Regions from separate parts of the Mus musculus genome. Here region 2 is linked to region 1. A link is a contact called in public Hi-C data. All regions are on one chromosome and are shown on one strand. The core of a region is the stretch at or near the end of the contact, and the rest is flanking DNA. Distances in the headings are between cores, read along the strand shown. Region 1 has its middle 180 kb from the start of Sox5os3. Region 2 has its middle 31 kb from the start of Sox5os3.

The links. A called contact is a pair of places that touch in the nucleus more often than the background predicts.
Region 2: a Hi-C map of liver shows a contact between it and region 1, with 4 times the contacts expected there. The contact joins two enhancer-like sites. A contact is called at or near these places in 4 of 484 Hi-C or Micro-C datasets (embryonic fibroblasts and liver) and 2 of 115 datasets of contacts at active chromatin or transcription factors (CD8 T cells and neural progenitor cells).

What each region holds. Positions count from the first base shown.
Region 1 is chr6:144,488,172-144,495,215 of GRCm38.p6, reverse strand. It overlaps a transcript of Sox5 not described here. Among named protein-coding and RNA genes, the nearest start is that of Sox5os3, 180 kb to the left of the region's middle. Within about 2 kb of position 3,000, at least 7 of the 459 cell types and tissues checked have an H3K27ac peak or open chromatin away from gene starts, as enhancers often do. A contact at or near this core is called in liver, where this site is marked.
Region 2 is chr6:144,638,878-144,645,749 of GRCm38.p6, reverse strand. It overlaps a transcript of Sox5 not described here. Among named protein-coding and RNA genes, the nearest start is that of Sox5os3, 31 kb to the left of the region's middle. Within about 2 kb of position 1,914, at least 15 of the 459 cell types and tissues checked have an H3K27ac peak or open chromatin away from gene starts, as enhancers often do. A contact at or near this core is called in liver, where this site is marked.

The sequences.
Region 1 (7,044 bases), core at 1,751-4,250:
CTCCCTAGGCAGACACAAGAAGAAAGTGGATCTGATATTAAGTAGCTTTACAAAGGAGATGAGGGGGCCACTTCTGCCTCTGATAAGGGATCATGGACTCTAGACATCAAAATTAATAAGAACAGTGTGAGAAAGGCTACTTACAGGACCACTGTGCTCAGGATGACAAATGGGAAAATCCTCAAAACCCAGGCAGCAAAGTGAACTGAGCAACATGCAGAAAGAATGATGTGTTGTATGCAGTCATGCTGTCTCAGAAATCCAAGCCTTGCTTGCTAGTGGGAAGTGTGATGCAGAAGATAACCATTTCAAGAAACTAAGCATAAATCCTTAGTAAAATGTTGCTTCTATGCCTTCTATCTCTAAAACTGTTTGTAGTTGGAGGGGGGGGTACTTCTTATGATATGAAATAAGATCTCTAGCACACACAAATGGTTGAGCCACCTATTGTCAGCTTTCCTTTAGTGATCAAAAACACGGAGTGACTCCTTGCAATCGCCTTACTATTCACTGTTATTATCATTATTATTATTTGTGGAAATTATAGCCAATAAAGTAAAACGTGACAAACACCTTAGGATTGCCGCTGCTGGCAAATGATGTGTTAATCTAAAAGTTAGCCAAGGCGGATGCATATAGTCACAGAACTAACTGTATGTTTGTATGTGAGTAACAGTTGTTATGTTCCTAGTACTACGAGATATATAGTATGATTATTTCCCTGTTTAAGGTTTTGTTTTATTGGGACCACCCAAAGTTCAGAAGAGGAAACTGAATCTGTTGGATCTGGAGGTTCAGCCCTTTGCAGGGTGCGCAGGTTGTCTGCGATCCGAACTCTAGTCATCATTTTAAGCACCCTTAACCACTGAGCTATCCCTCCAGCCTGTTGGTATAATGTTTTCCAAAGCCAATGTGAGTGGTGAGATAGACTACATTTATAGATGGAAAGAGCCAGTCACGTAGAAATAAAAGTTTATGATAAGTTTAAGATTCCAAGGCTATATGAGTGACATGTTAACTGTGAACATTTAGCATGCATTTTGGAAACCAACAGTGGCTTCTGCCTTCTACCGTGCAGACAAATGTCAGTATCGTTGCCTGGGTCCTTAAGGTCAGAAACCCGAGAGGCCGAGTTAGGAGAATCTCTTGAGCCAAGAGTTCAAGGCAGCCTGGGCAATTTAGTGATAACCTGTCTCTTTAAGATGTCAATTTTTGCTTGTTCAGAACCTGAGTATAAGAGGCAAAACACTAAGTCTGCTATCCAAGACTCTAAGAGAATAATCTGAGGTAGATCCACGAAGCCAAAGAGGCCACACACAGCCTGCTTTACTTTTCATTTGTCAGAAATGTCTTGAAAAGAATCAAAGAAGAGAGCAAGGGGAGGCAGGCTTAACTTACAAAGTACCTACAGTTAGTTACCGACCATGACTCAAGGATCCACATTTGATACAGCCCAGCATGCAGCCGGCAAGGAAAGAAATCCAATGTCACTTTAGATAAATTTCCAGCTATGAAAAAGTGTTTTGGGGCAAGGGGATGGCTTCATTGATAAAGTACTTGCCTTGCAAGTGTTAGGTCTGGAGTTCAGATCCCCAGAAACCATATTAAAAGCTAGGCAGGCATGGTGGCCACTTGTAACTTCAGAGGCAGAGATGGGGTCTCCAGGGAAGCTCTGGGTTCATCAATAAACACAAATGGGGAGTCATTGAGGAGATTACCCAATATCTTCTCTTAGTGTCGCAGGGCTATGTACGCCTATCAAATCTGACACATGAATGCCAACACACATATACAGGCGAATAAACACCACACACACATACACACATGCTCACATGTGTGCACGTACACACATGATAATAATAATAATAAAGAATATTACACAGGAGAATGCTTCTACTTCCTAAATAATTGCCAAGATAGACAATCACAGATGTCACCCAACAAAATCTAAATGGGGTAAAAGTAAAAATATTAGTATAATTAATATTGGTTAAGGGAAAAATGCAAGATTCATGAGAGTATATCCAAGATGATCCTAGAGCAATCAAAGTATACTGTTCAAGAAAGCATTGTAGATTGTGAAACTCTAAAGAAAAGCAGGAGAAAACTCTGTGAACTGAGGTGGGAGTGGCCTTGAAGATCAACCAATGGCTATGGTCGAGGTGGGAGAGGCCTTGAAAATCAACGAATGGCTATGGTTGAGGTGGGAGTGGCCTTGAAGATCAACCAATGGCTGTGGTCAAGGTAGGAGTGGCCTTGAAGATCAACCAATGGCTGTGGTCAAGGTGGGGGTGGCCTTGAAGATCAACCAATGGCTGTGGTCGAGGTGGGAGTGGCCTTGAAGATAAACCAATGGCTGTGGTCAAGGTGGGGGTGGCCTTGAAGATCAACCAATGGCTGTGGTTGAGGTGGGAGTGGCCTTGAAGATAAACCAATGGCTGTGGTCGAGGTGGGAGTGAGATGGTAGGGGTAGAAGAAAAGCTGATTCAGGTATATTTCTCACCAAGGTAGGCCCTGGTAGGGTTAGCTTGAGTTTCACTGTAAGGACGTTAACAAACTTCAAAATCACTGTGTAAATGATTTTAAAATTTATTTCCCTAGTGGTAACACATATTTTAGGTAGGAGATGTGTGTTGTAAGTATTGAAAATTAAGCTAATCTGCATTTCAAAATTAGGTTAATAGTTCCAGATACTTGTAAAATTTTGCACACTGAGAATGAAACATGATAAAATAAACTAAGCATTCTTCCCAGTAGGCTTTTTGTCAAAGGAATGTGATAAAGGCTGTGAGACGCTGCCACAAGATTGACTGGGAGCGAAAGAATTTGAGACGTAGAAAATGATGGATATTTTATTTATGCATGTTTAAAATGCTTCATGTTAAAACACCCTTTTCAACAAATTAACAGCAGTCAGAAAAAGCCTGAGTTGAACAACAGCCTGCAGACACAGGCCACCGCAAACAACAGGAAAATGTAGTTTCCCACAGGTACTTCAAACCCAGTGTTTGTGGAGGAGGATGGGGAAGGCGGCCAGCCACACCGTTGGCCAGGCCTGTTTTCTCATCTCCTCTAGAGTTTGAATTCTTTCAATAGTCATGACATTTACAGTTATTTGCTTTAACCACTAAAGCCAGTTAATGATTTGTGATTCTTTGGGGTTACTGGTGTTTTCGATCTCTTTTTCTTCTACCTGCAAAGCGACCCCTTTGTTTTAATCACATACCACCCATGCCACAGCCTCACCCCCGTGCCACCGCCCCACCCCCAACCATGCCTCCCTGCCCACGCCTGCCCTTTGGTTACCCTAATGCAGAAACGTAAAATGCTTTATGGCTTGAAAAGGAAAATACCAATGTATTGCAAATTGTCAAGTGAGTTCTAGGTAATCAAAGATTGTCCTGCAATATACAGTTTTGTTTTGTTTTGTTTTGTTTTGTTTTTTAAGGCATTTTATCCCTTCAGTGTTCAATGGCCTCTGAGAATGAGCTATTTTGTTGACAAATCCACTCTCTAAATTGTGCAACGTTAATGAGACCTCTGAGCTGTACACTTTTACATTTTAATGTGGGTGGTGCTTTAAAAAAAAAAGCCTCACCAAAACAAAATACTGAATATGATTGATGTCGATTTTAAAAGGTCTCCCACCTGTAGTGTGACACGCTCATTACTCTGAAAACATAATAATTAACGGGATTGAAAGACCACAGCTTTATCCAATGACCTCCTGAAATGCAGACCTCAGTCGTCATCTGAAAACGGAGAGCACTCCCCTGCCAGTTGTTCACACTCGGGCTCCTGATCCTGCACACTGTGCAAGTGCCTGCCTCGCCACACAGTTCCTTCTAGAATCCTCTGGAGATATGCAGTCTGCAGAGGCCATTCTAGGCACCTGCATTTTTTGATCCTTAAGTATTAACTTGTGTGATATTTTCTGTACGGCATAGTGTTTCTGGCTTTCTTTAAAACTTCTATTACTCTTTCTTTCAGGATCTTTAAAGGTTTGCTTTTATTTTATGGTGTGTGTGTGTGTGTGTGTGTGTGTGTGTGTGTGTGTGTTGTGCATCATGTAGGTGCAGTGCCCTAGGAGGCCAGAAGAGGGTGTCAGACCCTCTGGAACTGGGATTACATATGGCATCTCTATTGTTAGGTACCATGTGGGAACCGGGAACTGGTTGGCGTCCTCTGGAAGAGCGGCCAGTGCTAGTAACTGCGGAGCTATTGCTGCAAACCCCTTTCAGGATCTTTTATAAGGATCATCTTTTCTTGTGATGGAAATTTCCTTTTGATAGACCTCCAGCTTAGTCTTACTAACTCAACAGAACATCTTCAATAAAAATACTATGGGGAAAATTCCAAGAGGATGTTAAAACCAAATGGGCTCCACCCTTTATGATGTTTTTGGCTCATCAGGAAATTATAAACATATCTGACAATGCTGGCAGGTCTCCATGCTTCACATAAACATAGTATTCATCTGGGACTAACATAAGATTATTAGCCTTCTCTTCTGTGCATGTAATTCACCTGGGGAACCTTACTAGTGCATTTGAATTTCGGAACCCAGAGAGAAACACATTAACAACGCTAGTGGAAAATGACAGCTGATGCTCAGGTCTTTGACTAAGGCTTTCCATTTCCTCATCGACTGAAAATAATGTTGACTTAGAAGTAATAGAAGAGTTAGTTTGATACTTTTAAAATGTCAGATGACAAAGTGAGTCAGCAGATTAATCAGAGCTGCTCAAGACTGGCTGCGTTTGTCAGCAATTATTTATAATTAAGAGCCTCTTTGCACCAAAAGAAATAACATATGAACCACTGAGCAGAGTCCTTAGAGACTCATATGAATGGGCCAGGCTTGGTGTCCTATCTTTCTTTAGGACTGAAAGTGACAGAGAAATGATCCTAAGAATGACAACTGAAGGGACAGGGCCAAGCTGAACCACCTCCACGTTTAAAATCACTCTTTTGCATCTCACACTGGCTTTCTTTGAATGAACCTGCATCTTTCACTTTAAAACAACAACAACACCAACAACAACACTGTACATTCTTTTTAAAATTTCATGCATCAGTGTAGTGGTCTCTGCGTAGTGTTTTGTATTCTTATACAGACTGTGAATTCTTATACAGATTCTAGACTTATCTAGAGTCTCCTTTCTGGTTTGGTATTTAGGAAAAACTCCAGAAGAACTGAAGCTGTTTAACATTTTCCATGGACTTGAAGTGTACTTGGGAAGACCACAGGCTCCTGTGCTCCTGTGAGTTTATTCTGGAGTTGTTCAGTAGTAAATCTGGGGATGCTGGCCTCCCAGGCTGTGCTTGGCAGTTGTGATTTGCACAGCAGATTTCCCCAGCATCGCCTGCATTTAAGTTTGCCTTGGTCATTCATGAACTATGAACAAATAGTAAGAGTTAAACAGTTGTGCAGCGTGAAACAGAAATTCTGAGTCCTGCCTTCTGGGTCCCGCCTTCTGGATCCTGCCTTCTGGGTACCTCCTTCTGGATTCCTCCTTCTGGATCCTGCCTTCTGGGCCACTGGTTTCAGAGCTCATGAGGATCATGACCTAATGATGTAACCACCAGTTTAAACCCTTCACCACCTCCTAGAGTTTCTATCTCTATACAGCCTTTCTTGTTCTTTAATGGAATCAGTTACCCCCTTGTTGGGAACTTTTGTGTTCAGGTGTTCAAAGATAAATGCACAGAGAGATTTTCTTGATGAGGGTGAGGACTACACCTGTCTGTGGGTACAAATAAGGACATGTATTTAGAATGAAGTTAAGAATTATGCTGTTTTAGGGACGTGGTGCTTGTAGGTTCTCCTCCAAGAACTGTGAATTCATGAGCCCTTTGTAGTTGGCTATGCTTCCTATACCAGGCATGGTTTCCTCTTATATATGTATGTGCATATATGTAATTAACAACAATGAGTGAAAAGAGAATCTATGAATTTGAAAGAGAGCAGAAAGGAATATATGGAAGGAGGGAGAAGGGAAATGATGTAATTATAATGTCAGAACATTAAAGAAATAGTTAAATATCTATATATGATGTGTGCATCATTGAATTTTTAAAAACCTCTTCTAGCCTTTCTCTCCCTCTTTCTCTCATCACTTCCATAACCAAATACCTCAGAAATAGGAGTGAGTGACCGCAACTGTGAAATGACCCCGACAGGCTAATTAAAATGAAGTATACTTAGTTCTAAAGTATGCTTGATAGGCCTGTTGCAATAATTTCCAGCCCAAATAAGAACACACAATCCAGCTATTATATCTATAAGCTATGTGTCTAGATTGGGCAGATCTAGCACTGAACTGACTTATTCTCCAGCTAAGAGACCCATTCCAGACAGAGTTGCTTTGATTGTGGCAAGGTAGCTACGGGAAAAAGAATTGCCCTAATGCCCCTGCAGACAAAAATACTGTCCAAAAAGGACAAACCAATTTAGGATGGTCAGTTGCTAAGCTCTGTCAATACAGGGTAAGCTAGTCCTTCATAATTCCTGTTTCAGTTAAGGTGTGTCAGATGGTTCTGGGCCAGAAGACAAAAGACAGATGTTCCAACGTCCAAGAGATTAGATGTCCGTCCAGGCAGTCAGCTTTCTCTACAAATGGTATAGTTTTGGAGGATGTGTCTTTGTGATTCCTACATATCCGGGTAATATTTAATCTCTTCTCAGATCTCTGATGGGATTGAAGACTAGTTATAGTCTCATAATCACACTTAAGTTGTTTAGCGTTAAGGAAGATGATCTAGATTGGTAAGGATATGTTTCAGATGGGAATAAAAGTTACACATGAACACATCAGGCACAGAATTGTAAACTCGTCAGGTTAGGTTAGATTGTAAAGTACTTTACCTAAATTGACAAATATGATGGATTGTATGTTAAGAGTATATCATACTATATGTATGACTGCATAATTGTTATGGCTGTGCTCAATTTATATCAGAAAGAAAAGAGCCTTTTTATTGGACAAAAAGGGGGAACTGTTGTGGGTTGCCCTGATGCTGTTTGAATTCTGATATTAATTC
Region 2 (6,872 bases), core at 665-3,164, 150 kb before region 1:
AGTTTTTAATCTTACTCTAATTTCATATAGTTGATATTTATTTTAATTTTATCCATGTGCTTAACTTTAATAAGCATACTCATCCAGAAAAACAGACGGATTTGGAATCTCCTTAAGTATAATGTGGCAGTGGTTACATCTTTATGCTAGTTTTGAAAATGCACGATTGTCTCAGCAATAATAAAGGTGTGGATGGGCCATGTTTTATAAGTACTCAAGTGCCTTATAACCATTTGAAGAGAGACTCTTTGGAAGCTCCACCAGTCAGCAAATGCTCAGGGTTAATAATGAGAAAGACTTGACTTTTGGGCATCTGACGACAAAGACTGTGAATCCTATTTCTTTCAGAGACGTGCACTTTCTACATTGTCAGTTCTCCAACTTTGGGCATTTGTTTCAACAGATTATTGGTGTATACTACACTGAGCCTTGAAGATGCCCTTCAGTAATTCAATGGTTGATGATAATGCAAATTTCAGAGTAACACACACACTAACAGATCTGCCAATGGGTTCAGATAATGGGGGAAATCACACTGATTTTTTTAAAATAAATATTTGTATTTGTTAGAGAATTTTATACATTTTAATCATATTAACCCTCAAATTAACCCCTCAAAGAACCACCCCATGTCCTTCCCCTTCCTTTTTGTTTTTAATTTAATAGCCATCCACTCCAACTTACACTGCCAATATACTTCTGGACGTGGGGCCAGTCAATGGAACATGGTAGGCCTAACAGGACCCACACCCTTAAAGAAAACAGCTCTCCCGTCCCAGCAGCCAGCAATGTCCGCAGATCTTCAGTTAGGAGTAGGGATCCAAGGGCCCCCTGCAGTTCTAGCATGGAACTGCAGCTAGCATCTACTGGCTTGCTCTTCTTGTGCAACAGCCACAGCTGCTGTGAGACCCTGAGTACAGCTGCCTGCTCACATCCAGAGGACGATGTTTTGCTCTGGTCCTCCCTGACCTCCAGCTATTTCAGTCTTTCTGTCTCCTCAGATGGTCCCTGAGCCTTGGTGGAGGCCCTGTGCTGGCTAAGCACCCCCACCCACCCACAGCACATCACACACACACACACACACACACACACACACACACACACACACCACATACTCAGTCATTCTCTATACTTCCGTGAATTGTGAGTCTCTGCAGTAATCACCACCATCTGCTACACAAACAGGTTTCCCTGATGGGGCCAGAGAGCTACCCTGTATAGTATAGGGATATGAATGTAGAGAGCAGTTTGATACCATGTCCACTTAGCAAAATGACAGTAGTACGCTCACCTCTGGGTCTGTCATTGATTTTTTTTTCTCAATTCAAATTTCACATATGAAAATATGACAAGCAGTAATTTCAATCTCAGCAATGTTACTCATGGAATAGATGAACATTCCAGTAGCAAGCATCAGTCTTGTCTGCGTTTCTACCCCTTCATTAAGCCATCTTCTGACAAACTGTGGCACGCGTATGATCTGTGTGATTAGATGTTATCCTGATGCATGTCTCACTTTGTTTACTTTGTTATAAATACAATAATATAGAGGGATGTGCTGGCAGAGTCATACCGGCGGGCTTATCTCTTTCGGACCCTGCACAATCCAGAAGACAGACCGTGTGACCAGACTCCAGTTTTCAGTTGGAGGGCGATGTACTCACGTATAATAGCAAATGCATGGTTATGTGTGTGCATGCACGTACGTACTTACATATATACACATACATGAGCATCACATGCATGCGTATTTTCACTTAGGTAAAGTAACTTGCTCAGGTTCTAGCGTAGAGTAAATAAACCATTCTTTGTTATTTCCATTGCAGAAGCTTTTACAGAACTCTGCCATCTCATTTCCACCTGAGGGGGGAAAAAGAAGCTGACTTTTAATCATTAACTCACTGAGAGCCAGGCCGGCAATATTTGTCTGTCACATGGCATACCATGTCCTAGTAACTTGACACACACTGTCTTGCTGTTCCTTGTCACTATGTGGATAAAGCACAGAATGGTCGCATTTTCCTTGAGGCCACACAGCTAGGAATTCATAGCATTTATGTTTAAACCTTGGTAGCCTTCCAATGTCCTGTGCCGTGGCTACAATTCAAAGTGGCACTTTCCCACGGGCTTCCCAATGTGTTTGGAAGGGTGGCTTGCTTAATAACAGTCTTAATACCTGATGAGCAAACTCGTTGTTTATTTGTTTTTTAAAGAGCAAATTTGATCATCCATCCTGGCAACGAAGCAGCCTTCTCTTTTCTTGCTATGTCTGATTTTCACGCTGACTTTTGAAAAGTGGACTTGAGGCTTGGTGAAACAGGAGTGTGTATCTCAGAGACATGGAGTGGAAGATTGATGCCTGGAATGAATGTTCTAGGATTGTTCGGATCAGTCAGAAGGATTAGTCATAGTTTGGTTATAAAATCAAGAGTTTTGCCTCTTCTGATAATAGTCATCAAATTTACATGAGTTTGCGTTAAAGGGTTTCATGTGCAGTGTTCCAACAGATAACCAACACACAGCTTTCCCCTCTTTCTCAACCTGAAAGATCACTTTTAACTCACCCTGAAGAAGTCTGGGCTGCAGAGCAGGGTTTGGGAGGTCTGTTAGCTCATACCTCAGTCATTCGTCTTTCAGTCTAGTCCCAAGTCTCCACAGCCAGCATCAAAAGGCCTGAAAAATCAATATTTGGGTTCTGAGCCTTCTGCATGGGGGTGGGTGGGCACTGCGACCCACCTTTTTAATTTGCCCCCTGATGTTTTTCTCTAGTTTCTTTTCCTCGCCTCTTCCTGAACTAGGAAAGGCAGGGATGTTTTATCAAGCCCCGGTGGCCACTTCCACCAGCGTGCATCCCTGCCTGTTAGTCTTTTACTGTTACACACATTCACACCTCATGTATTTTGCTCTAAAACAGAACATCTGAGTTGATTCTGCGCTTGCAAAGACCTCAGAGAGATGGAAGATGGATTTAATGTTGCTGTTTTTAGATGGGGCTGTAAATAGGATGGCAGCTGTCCTTGGATGCATAGCTCATATACGGTACACACGCTGAATAGACGCAGATGAAAGATTGCACCCAATTAATCCTCACAAAAACCCTACATCTCAGCCATCAAAAACCTTAACCATAGTGTATGTATTTATTCTATACCCCCACAGATGTAATCTCACACTTTGAAGGGGACTCGTAAAGAGAGTGGAGATGTCTACCATCCCCAGGAGGGTTCAAGTGACCTTTTAAATCCTGCAGACAATTCAAATCTATGTACATGAATGATCTATCAATATTGGTTAGGCACACTTCTTTACGATGCAGGGTCAAGAGGTTGCTCTTTATAGGAACTGTTCCTTTGCTGGAACAGGCTGAAGCAGAAAGTTCCTGTGAAAGTCAGAACGTGGCAGTCACAGCACAAGAGCCCCCCAGAAGGTTCCCATTGAGTAGCAGTTGAGGATTTCTGTGACAACCGTCTCAAGTACATTGCTAACAGGATAGGCATGGTAGGTAACCAACTGTCCAGGAGCTTTCCCCAGATACTGCTGGCTGGGGAGATAACGTAGTCAGTAGTAGCCTGTGTGTCCTGCAAGCATGAGGTCAGCTCCCTAGCACTCACTCATAACCCCACAGCAGCTGGTTATAAATATGCATGCCTGCAATCCCAGCTGTGGAGGCAGAGGCAGGAGAACACTTGGGAACTTGCTGATCTTGCCAAACTGGTGAAATCTGAGTTCAGTGTGAGAGGCTTTGCCCCAAGAAATCAAGTGGGACGTTGACTAAGGAAGGCATTCAACAGTGACTTCTGGCCTCTGCCTGCTCACACACACACATGTATCCGCACATACCTGCAGGCCTCTCTCTCTGCGTGAAGAAGTGGTGGCTTATAAATATTTGAATGTGAAAATTCAATGTATAAAATTAAATCATGCATTTAATCATTGTGTACATAGGTGGTTTTAAAGTTCAGGCAGTAACAGAGGACGACAAATCAACTGCCCTGGAGGACACTGGGTCCTGCGGGAAGGCTTCCTGAAAGTGCTAATGACTTCCAGGGAAGCTGAGTAAGCGTTTCATTTCATAAGCGCTGAGGGGAATGGATCATGACCATGGGGGAGATAAGAACATCGATGGAAGAGGGACTTCACAGCCAGAGATAACATGGCGTGAGGCACTGTGGGATGGGGACACATGGAATAGGCTAGGGTTACCATTCTCCTACATATTTTCTATGTGTGAAGGAAGGCTGTTTGGAGCCTCCAGTAAGGGGGAGGCTGGGAAAAGCAAGTAAATTATGGAGAGAATTTCACTTTTACGCCTCTAACCGCAGTTTGCTTTGTTTCTGGGACATCCCCGGCGTTAAATCCTGACTCTGGTCCTTTGCTATCTTGTGATCTTAAGCAATCTTCTAAACCTTTCAGACTATCTTCTTCAGACACCGTGAGTTCTGATGTTTACCATGAGGCAGTGCATGGGCCAGACATGGTGACACACTACTCTAAGCCTAACCCTGGATGAACAGAGAACCCTGCTGTGCCAGGCTAGCTGGGTCAACATGGTGAGATTCAGAGAAATGTGGCCACATGGTGAGACCGAGTTTCAGAAAACAAGTGAATCGCTGTAAGAGATCCCTGAGTGGCACACGGCTACACGATATGTGGCACACAGCCATCCACGTGTGTGGCACACAGTTACCTGATGTGTGGCACACGGCTGCCCTGTGTGTGGCTCATGGCCAGCCACCCAGTGTATAATTGAGAGATAGTCATTTACTCATCTTCATCTGTGTCTTCTTGGCCACTGTTTGATAGCGTCACCTTAGTGTCTGCCTTAGTCTGCATGAAGCTGAAACCTAGAGGGCTGCCCGGGAGACTCAGGAGCTCTGGGCCAGGGTTTGGAGACCTGGGTTTTAGTTCCCATTGCATGGTGACTTCAAGTGTTCACTGTCAATTCAGCCCTCTCTCAAAGGGAAGACTGGGGGATGAAAGTCCGTGTGACTCACAGCCTTGTCATTCAGCCCCATGTCTCATGGGCAGCCCAGTGACCTGAAAGTGCTAACTTAGATAGCTGAGTTCCAGTAAAGGCTGACTAAACCAGATATTTTCTGTTCTGGTGAAATGTGATTTGTAACACCTAAACTCATTTTAAAGAGCTGTGCTTGCCCCATGTTTGCAGAAAATGGCAAAACTCAGAGCAAGTAATGCATTGGAATTCATGAAATATGCTAGGCCTGTGGTCTCATATCTGTTATCCCTGCCTTTCAGAGGCTGAGATAGGAGGACCACCATAAGTTTGGGCCAGTTTAGGCTACACAGTAAGAGGCTAGTCTGAGTTAGTGACAGAAACCTCATCTCAAAACAACAAACAGCAATAGCAAGAGGAAAACCCACGAAAGAAGAAAGAAAGGATAAACTGACAAAGGCAGTGACTGGCAGCTTTGAGCTCGCCCACGGGCTAGAAGAGCAGGTTGTGCAGTGTGTTCTCCCATGGCTGTGGACCTCAAAGCTCTGATGGGGCTCAAAGCATGAAGATGCAGTCGGTCAAATCATCTAGAGAGGTGCACATGAAACATACTTGCTCAGAACACTCTCTAAATGTGGAGGGGTTCACACCCAGGTGCTGTTGGCAGGGTCATTGGGTCTAGGACAGTTAACTATAGAATCCAGACCACAGCTCTTTGATGTGTCTCCTCCAAAGACACAATGTAACTACTATTTCTCTAAAGGTTTTTTCTCATTATCATTTTGAAGTGAGCAGCTATGGCCCTGTAGGATCTTGATGTACCCTCCCTTCTGTCTCCTGTTTTGTTTTCACCTGTTAATCTTGTAACCAGCCACTTCCCACATGGATTACCTTGTAATTGAAACTGTAAAAGCCCATGGCAGGTAACCCTATGGCTGGCAGATGGTCCCCCTGGTGTGTCAGCTGTCTCAGAGGCATTAAAAAAGAACTACAATGTGGTGAGAGAGAGAGAGAGAGAGAGAGAGAGAGAGAGAGAGAGAGAGAGAGAGAGAGAGAGAATCAGAAACAACAAAAAGATAAAACAACCCTCCCCACGCACACACACACACACACACACAAAAAAACCCAGATTCTATAACTCGAAATTTAACAGAATGTATTTGCTAACACTTTCCAAGCTGCCTCAAGACCCAAATTCATGTAGAGAGCATTTTCTGTGGAGCATGAAGGGAGTGAAGTGGGGTGGGTGGGATGAGCATTGGGAAGCCAGCAGAGGGAGGGTGCTGCCACAGGCTTCCAGAAGCTCAGCTTCAAGTTGGTCTTTTGGTGGACTTCTCCTGTGGGGGTGGAGAGCTGAGCAGACATCCCCTCCAGCTGTTGGTTGGTTTAGCTCATTCTTACGGCAGCCCAAAGGGGAGAAATGCTTGTTCAAACAGTAGATATTCCATAAAAGCTAACAATTATGGCAGGGTCTTTCAAAAGGGAAATTACATTAAAGATGAATGAGGGCATATTGAAATAATTACGTTTTTAAGGTGTGTAACATTAAAAGATATTGAATAGAATATCGACTGTTTTGTGGAAATAGCAATAATGAGATTCCTGTCACCTAATCTTACAATAATTGGGTTATTATTATGCAAATGAAGGTGTTACTTTGTAAAAAAAAGCAACAGAGCCAGGCAAATCCTTCAGGCAGCCCTTTATTCTGCAAGCTGGGCTGTCACTTCTTAGATGGAAGACCCTCTTCTCACCCACTTGGAGACACTCATTTTATGATTTGCTCTTCATTTATACCATGATATTTTTCCTCTGCCACAGGTAGCAGATTGGTGGCTGGTGGTGTAGTGTGTGCATGCCCGTGTTAGCTTAGGTGGAACCCAAAGGAATAATTAAATTGTATAATTATTGCCTACTG